Regions from separate parts of the Capsicum annuum genome. Here region 1 is linked to region 2. A link is a contact called in public Hi-C data. All regions are on one chromosome and are shown on one strand. The core of a region is the stretch at or near the end of the contact, and the rest is flanking DNA. Distances in the headings are between cores, read along the strand shown.

Region 1 (3,221 bases), core at 208-2,707, 49 kb before region 2:
GGTATCCCACATTGATCGAGAGAATGGATCAATGTGTGTAACTTATATGACCTCATGTCAGTCTCTCTTGGTTCGTCTTTATATATGGTTTTATACTATCTCATCTCATGAGCCTAACTTAGGTCCAAGTTTCTCTTTCTTAACATTAACAATTGTAACAATGCCGTCATTAAAATCAAACCAAAATCCATCATGTTGGTTGTGATATGTGCTGCATAATAGTTTCGGTATAATGCATTTGGTCCTTCTGTTTTTTTGGTTATGTTCCGCTGCATGTTTTTAACCCTATTGCTTGTGGGATGATCCAAGGGTTCTTTGGTTGCTTCATATCTTGCAGCCTACACTTGCTATGCAAAGGCAGTGTCTCCATGGAAGATTTTATTTCAAAATTTAGTGGTACTGACGGGACCATCCTTATGATATATCTTATAAATGCTTCAGATGAGCTACCCCAACTCAATGTAAGCAGGTGAAATCCGTGAAGGTGTGAAGTGAAATGGAGGCACCATGTAAAGAAAGGAAGGGAACCGAGGGTTATCTCAGGCACCATGTAAAGAAAGGAAGGGAACCGAGGGTTATCTCAGAGCTAAGGTTGTCGAGTAGTTGAAGTACAGCAGAAGAGACATCTTGTTGAGGGCGACTGGACACATGAAGGTTTTTGAATGGTTTTTGTTATTTGTTGTTGATAACAGTATTGGGCTGTTTTTCCAAGAAGTGAAAAATGATAGGGTGCTTGTTAGGTATTCAGCAATTCCCACACAAAGAAAGAGAAGAGGAGAGAAATACAAGTGTATCATAGTTACCTGTAAAGATTGTGGTTTCTTATCCTACTCTTGTAACAAATTAAAGCAAAAAGGAAACTATTCTTGGTTCATCAACATCATGTGATTTTGAAAATCTGTTCGCTCCCTATATGATATAATTGTATTTTAATGTTGACCAGTGGTGGTTCAACGAGATCTTGTGGTCTAATGTTAATTTCAGTAAGAATCCTTAAAAACTTATTTGGCAAAATTCATACATACTTTTATTTATATTTCTTTCTTCTAGCATCTACAGTTCGTTCTCATATCATATTTTGGCAAATTGTGTTAAAATTGAAAAAATGAAATCGTCTTAAAATGAATCGTTGAAGAGGAATTTTTTTTAAAAAAAACACAAAAAGGGAATGAATGTATTAATTAGTGAGAAAAAGAAATTTTTGATTTAGATTCTTGTAATTATTTTGGACTTTTTTTTCACTCCCCATCAAGTCAATTTGATATTCGATTCTATAGATCGTCCGAATTGCTATATTTTTTAGATCGCTGTTGTGAAATTTCAAGATTTTATATTCCTTCTTTTCTCTCTTCTCGTTGATAAATCCTCTCTACTCCTCCGTTGGAGCACCGTCGCCGTTGTCAATGTCGCTGCAAAGTCAACTCCGAGTAGCATATTCATTTGAACTCCGGACCAGCGGTAGTTCCATTATTACCACCAGTGAACTCCGGACCAGCGGTAGTTCCATTATTACCACCAGTGATATCGTTCTCCCCTCCATTTGGGAGCTAAATTGTTGGCAATCTGCAGCAGTGAAACTATGGTGATCGGCCGAGGCGATATCGTTCTCTTTTCTTTTTGTTTCTAATCTGGTACTACAAGTTCGGGGCGGCTTCTTCAGCTACTCACAACGTACATTTTTCACTGATCAAATTCAGGGGTAGTATTAGCAGTAGGTAAATGTGACGACAACAAAATTCTGGCGATAAATTGCTTCACCAACTTGCTGAAATTCAACGAATCAATAAAGAAAACGCTCTTGCTTCGTCTTTTCTTCGGAGCAGGTGCACTCATTTCATCTCCTCTACCCGTTCTCTCCACTCCTGGTAGTCGAGTGGCTTTACGCTTCAGGGACAAAAGAAAGACAGTCGATTTCTCCTCTTGATTTGAAGTTTTCTGGATTCCTAGTCTACTATAACTGACTTAATAGAATATGGTATTTCATAATAATAATAATAATTAGTCAATATCACAGGACAGTGATTGACTGCCAAGTTTATTTCCGTGCCCCCTTTTTTTCGTCGAAATAAGTTTATGCACTAGAGTGCCCCTTTCCTACCGCTTGTGGAACCTCAATCTCCACGGGCTTATTAGCTAAATGGCAAAAGCTAGCCTGAGACCTAAAAAAGCAAGGTCGAAATCCATCCCTCTTTTTCCTGTATTTGACTAGTTATCTTGTCTATGTTTCTTGAGTACTGATGACGGATACGTCGCGTCTCTTTTGATACTTGTATTTCAGTCTTTTCTCTCTTGGTTTATTGCCTAATTATCTTTAATTATTCTTGTTGGATTACTGGTTCATGTTTCCCTGTTACTTCGTCGTAGTTGAGACTAGCATATCTATTTACCGTCGTACGTGTTGTTATTTTTGCTTTATTGCTGTTATTTTCTAAATTCTTGTAGGTAGCGTAGTTTTTGTTATTGATTGTTATTTATCAAAACTTGCATTGTAGTATATTGTTTTATTGCTTGTGGCATACGCTTTTGATTCTTGTTTCTTTCTTCTAGATTTATCACTTTTGACATACGCTGTTGATTCGTGATCCTTTCCTGTAGATTTCAGTTTGTTTCCTTAGCATATAGTGGTCACAACTTCAAGCTTCATTATCGATTCACTTGTTATTACCACTGTGACTTCTTAGCCTTATTTGTTTTTAGCCTAACTTATTTGCGAACCTTTTTTGGTCTCTTTTTGAGTAGTGGCTGTGGCGATCGATGGTAGACTAGGATCATGTCATAGGTCGAGGTTGGGGTTGGGAATAAGGCCCATGGTTAGGTCGGGGTTGGGATCTGGTGCTGCGGTAGGGTCGAGTCTCGAGTTCGGGGTTAGGGGCAAGGGGTAGTAGGGTTAAGTGGGATAAGGGAGCCTTTACGTTGAGGATTGGGTCTTAGAACTAGGGACTCTTCAAGGTAAGTCCATAGAGCTCATGAAGATTCTTAGGAAGAGGAGGATTAGTATAACTTGTGTTTAGGAAACTAAATGGGTAGGTTTTAAGGTGAGGGATGTGGACGGATATAAGTTGTTGTACTCTGGTAGTGTGAGACATATAAATGAGGTAGGTATTAGTAGATAAAGAGCTTAGGTAGCAAGTGGTGGAGGTTAAGCGGGTCGGTGATAGGTTGATGTCGATTAAGTTGGTCATTGGATGGTCTACATTGAACGTCATTAGTGTCTATACTCC
Region 2 (3,143 bases), core at 26-2,525:
TTTCTATAATTTGAAGTAGAAAATTTAAAATAGTAAGGAATAGCCTGCGCATGGATCCAATAACTCTATGCTAGATAGAAAATTATTAATTACTCCCTCTATTTTTTTTTTATATGTTCTCTTTATTCTTAGTGAATCAATTTGACTAAGTTTTAAATTTAAATTAGATTAAATATATTTAAATTTTTAAAATTGAAATTTAGATATTCAAAACTATATGAAAAGTATTATAAATTACAATTTCTCCTTTTTCAATTTAATTAAGAAGTAGATCTTAAAATGTTGATCAAAATTTATATTATTTGACTTAAAAAAAGAATGATATAAAAAGGAATGGAGGGAGTATTTGTTTTAAAATACCTCTTATTGACCGTCCATCTCCAAAGAATTCAATTCTTTAAGTTGATCTCTAATCACCCAAAGTGAATGAATAGAGAAAAGAATCACGATTTGGTTCATTAGAGTACTTCATGTATCAATTGCAACAATTTAATTACAGATCATTCTTCTTTATGGTAAGTAGTAATTGAAAAACATAATAACCGTATCTAGTTTCTTGCTGAGGCCTTACTATATCATAGAAGTAATAATCACACAATTAGTACTCTTTATTTTCTATAGTAACTGCAAATTATAATAATATGATAATTGTCTCTTTATTATTTCTTCTCTTATTATGATAATTACTACTCTGTTAGCTCCATTTTATGTGTCATAGTTTGACCTAACACGAATTTTAAGAAATGAGTAAAGACTTGATGTTTTTCTTACTAGATTGTCATTTATTAAAATAATATACTAATACTATTTTTAATTAAGTGGGTTATTATAAGTGGACCAATAAAGGTAAAAGTGAAATTGTGTGTTTAAATAGTTATCAAATAAAGAAAGGTGACTTTCTTTCTTTTTGAGACAAATAAAATGAAATGATGACACATAAAATAAAACGGAGGAAGTACTTTTTTTTCTTGTCACATCAGGTGATCTCTAATTATATTCATGAACAAACACAACTTCAACTCAAATTCCAACTCTAACTTCAAAAATTTAGTTTTCACAAAAAGTCAAAAACAACATTAATTTATATATATGATCAAACGCAACTCAGGACAATAACCCACATCAGCTACATCTTCTCCCTCACCTTCACCGCTGTCTTATCTTTTTCTGTCGCACCCATGTCTCCTTCATCGTCTTCTTGTTCCCAAGAAAAAACTATACGAATCGGCATAATTGGATTTGGTTCTTTCGCGCAGTTTTTGGCCAAGAACCTGATTAAACAAGGCCATTATATCAGGGCAACTTCAAGATCAGATTATTCAGAGCTGTGCTCAAATTTGGGCATCCTATTTTTCAGGTATATATATATGCAGACAATCAACTTTGTTGATAGTAAAAAAGAATGAATAAATCTTGCCAGTTATTGACTGCTAGCTTTGGCCGTTTAGGGATATGGGTGCATTTCTTGAATCGGATAATGAAATCATAATAATTAGCACGTCGATCCTGTCTCTATCACGAGTCGTGGAGTCCATACCATTCCATTGTCTCAAGCGGCCTACACTTTTCGTTGATGTGCTCTCTGTGAAAGAACACCCAAAAGATGTCCTTTGCGAGTATGCAATTCACACTGCTTCATACACTTAGCAAGTCAACGGTTCCATATTTTGTCTAACAATATATAGTTTCATACCACGTGTTTAAAAGATACTGCCCGAGGAGTGCGACTTGCTCTGTACGCACCCAATGTTTGGGCCAGAAAGGGGGAAAGATGGATGGACAGACTTGACTTTTATGTATGACATGGTTCGAATTAGAGATCAGCCCCTGTGCTCTATTTTTCTGCACGTCTTCTCAAGTGAGGTAACAAAGTACTGCAGATATGCCGTAGCTGTCTTCCTCGATTATATTGCTTTCTCATTATGGTTCGTTCTGCTACAAACTCCTTAAGCTGAAATTTTTCCTATACCATTCCAATTTGACTGGAAAAATGAGTAAAGAGAACCCCATCTGAGCAATCTCTATTGCAGGGTTGCAAAATGCTTGAAATGACTTGTGAAGAGCATGATAGATTGGCTGCTCGAAGTCAATTCCTCACTCACACAATTGGCAGGTTATTTTCGTCACCTGCCTGTTAGCAACTAAAATTATATGTAGTAAAAGAACTAAATACAACAACCAAGTCTACTACAGTATTGATCTTCTTCACTTGACAGGATCTTGTTGGAAATGGACGTTGAACCCAGCCCATAGACGCAAAAGGATTTCAGAAACTTGTTCGAGTGGTAATCATGCAACATTTTGACTCCACAGAAGAATATTATTTTACTAGATTGCACTTGCAAAAGATTAAGCATGCCAGCAAATTCATCCTCTAGAAGTAATTTTCAACTTCTGGAACCTGTTTTTTTATTATACACTAAAATTGGACAACATGCAGAAGGAGAGCTCAGTTAAAGATAGCTTTGATCTGTTCAGCGGACTATTCATTCACAATAGGTTTGCGAGGCAACAGGTATAATAATGATCTTTTCGTGTTCTGCAACTGAATCATAATTTCTTGGTATAATCAAAGGAGAAGAAAAGCTGAAAGAATGATGGTGCAGATGAAAAATTTAGAAGTAGCATTGGAGAAAGTTAAAGAGAAACTTCAAGAGAGATCAAAGATGCTGCAGGATCCTATCATAACGAAGTTCTAACAACTGCTGAAGAATACTAATGAATGGGAACTTCATTACTCGCTTTCTTGGTCTTGTAATGTTCCATTGCTTTTATCATTTTTAGATGTTATATATTTGTTTGCAACTTTACTAAGACACATCCCGAGGAATCAATCTAGACAATGTACTCTAAAAATGAAAGGCATTTTGTTAAGAATTGACAATAAACTAGTTGAATTAAGGAGGATCCTTAAGAAAGCGGGTGCCATTCTGTCAGCTTCGCCCCAATGGATATCTCCTCTCAAACAACAACCAAAGGAATCTCTCTTTCCACATGAGAATTTCATCCTGACAAGACAAATAGTGATGCCTACTTGCAGAGCATTGTCTTCCATGAAATTAATTTTACAATGCACTCTAAAGTAAACGATATCTTGTTAAAAACCTCAAACTGTGCGTCTTTTGCATAAATGTTTTCATCCT

The links. A called contact is a pair of places that touch in the nucleus more often than the background predicts.
Region 1: a Hi-C map of leaf shows a contact between it and region 2, with 2.4 times the contacts expected there. The contact joins two enhancer-like sites. A contact is called at or near these places in 3 of 5 Hi-C or Micro-C datasets (bud, leaf and placenta).

Annotation. Positions count from the first base shown.
Region 1 is chr10:142,596,662-142,599,882 of UCD10Xv1.1, reverse strand. It overlaps LOC107845878 (phospholipid-transporting ATPase 1), which reads left to right. Exons shown (of 9, transcript XM_016690371.2): 9 at 338-1,034. Among protein-coding and RNA genes, the nearest start is that of LOC107845878, 24 kb to the left of the region's middle. Within about 2 kb of position 1,457, at least 1 of the 5 cell types and tissues checked has an H3K27ac peak or open chromatin away from gene starts, as enhancers often do. A contact at or near this core is called in leaf, where this site is marked.
Region 2 is chr10:142,547,998-142,551,140 of UCD10Xv1.1, reverse strand. It overlaps the pseudogene LOC107845881. Among protein-coding and RNA genes, the nearest start is that of LOC107845882, 28 kb to the right of the region's middle. Within about 2 kb of position 1,275, at least 4 of the 5 cell types and tissues checked have an H3K27ac peak or open chromatin away from gene starts, as enhancers often do. A contact at or near this core is called in leaf, where this site is marked.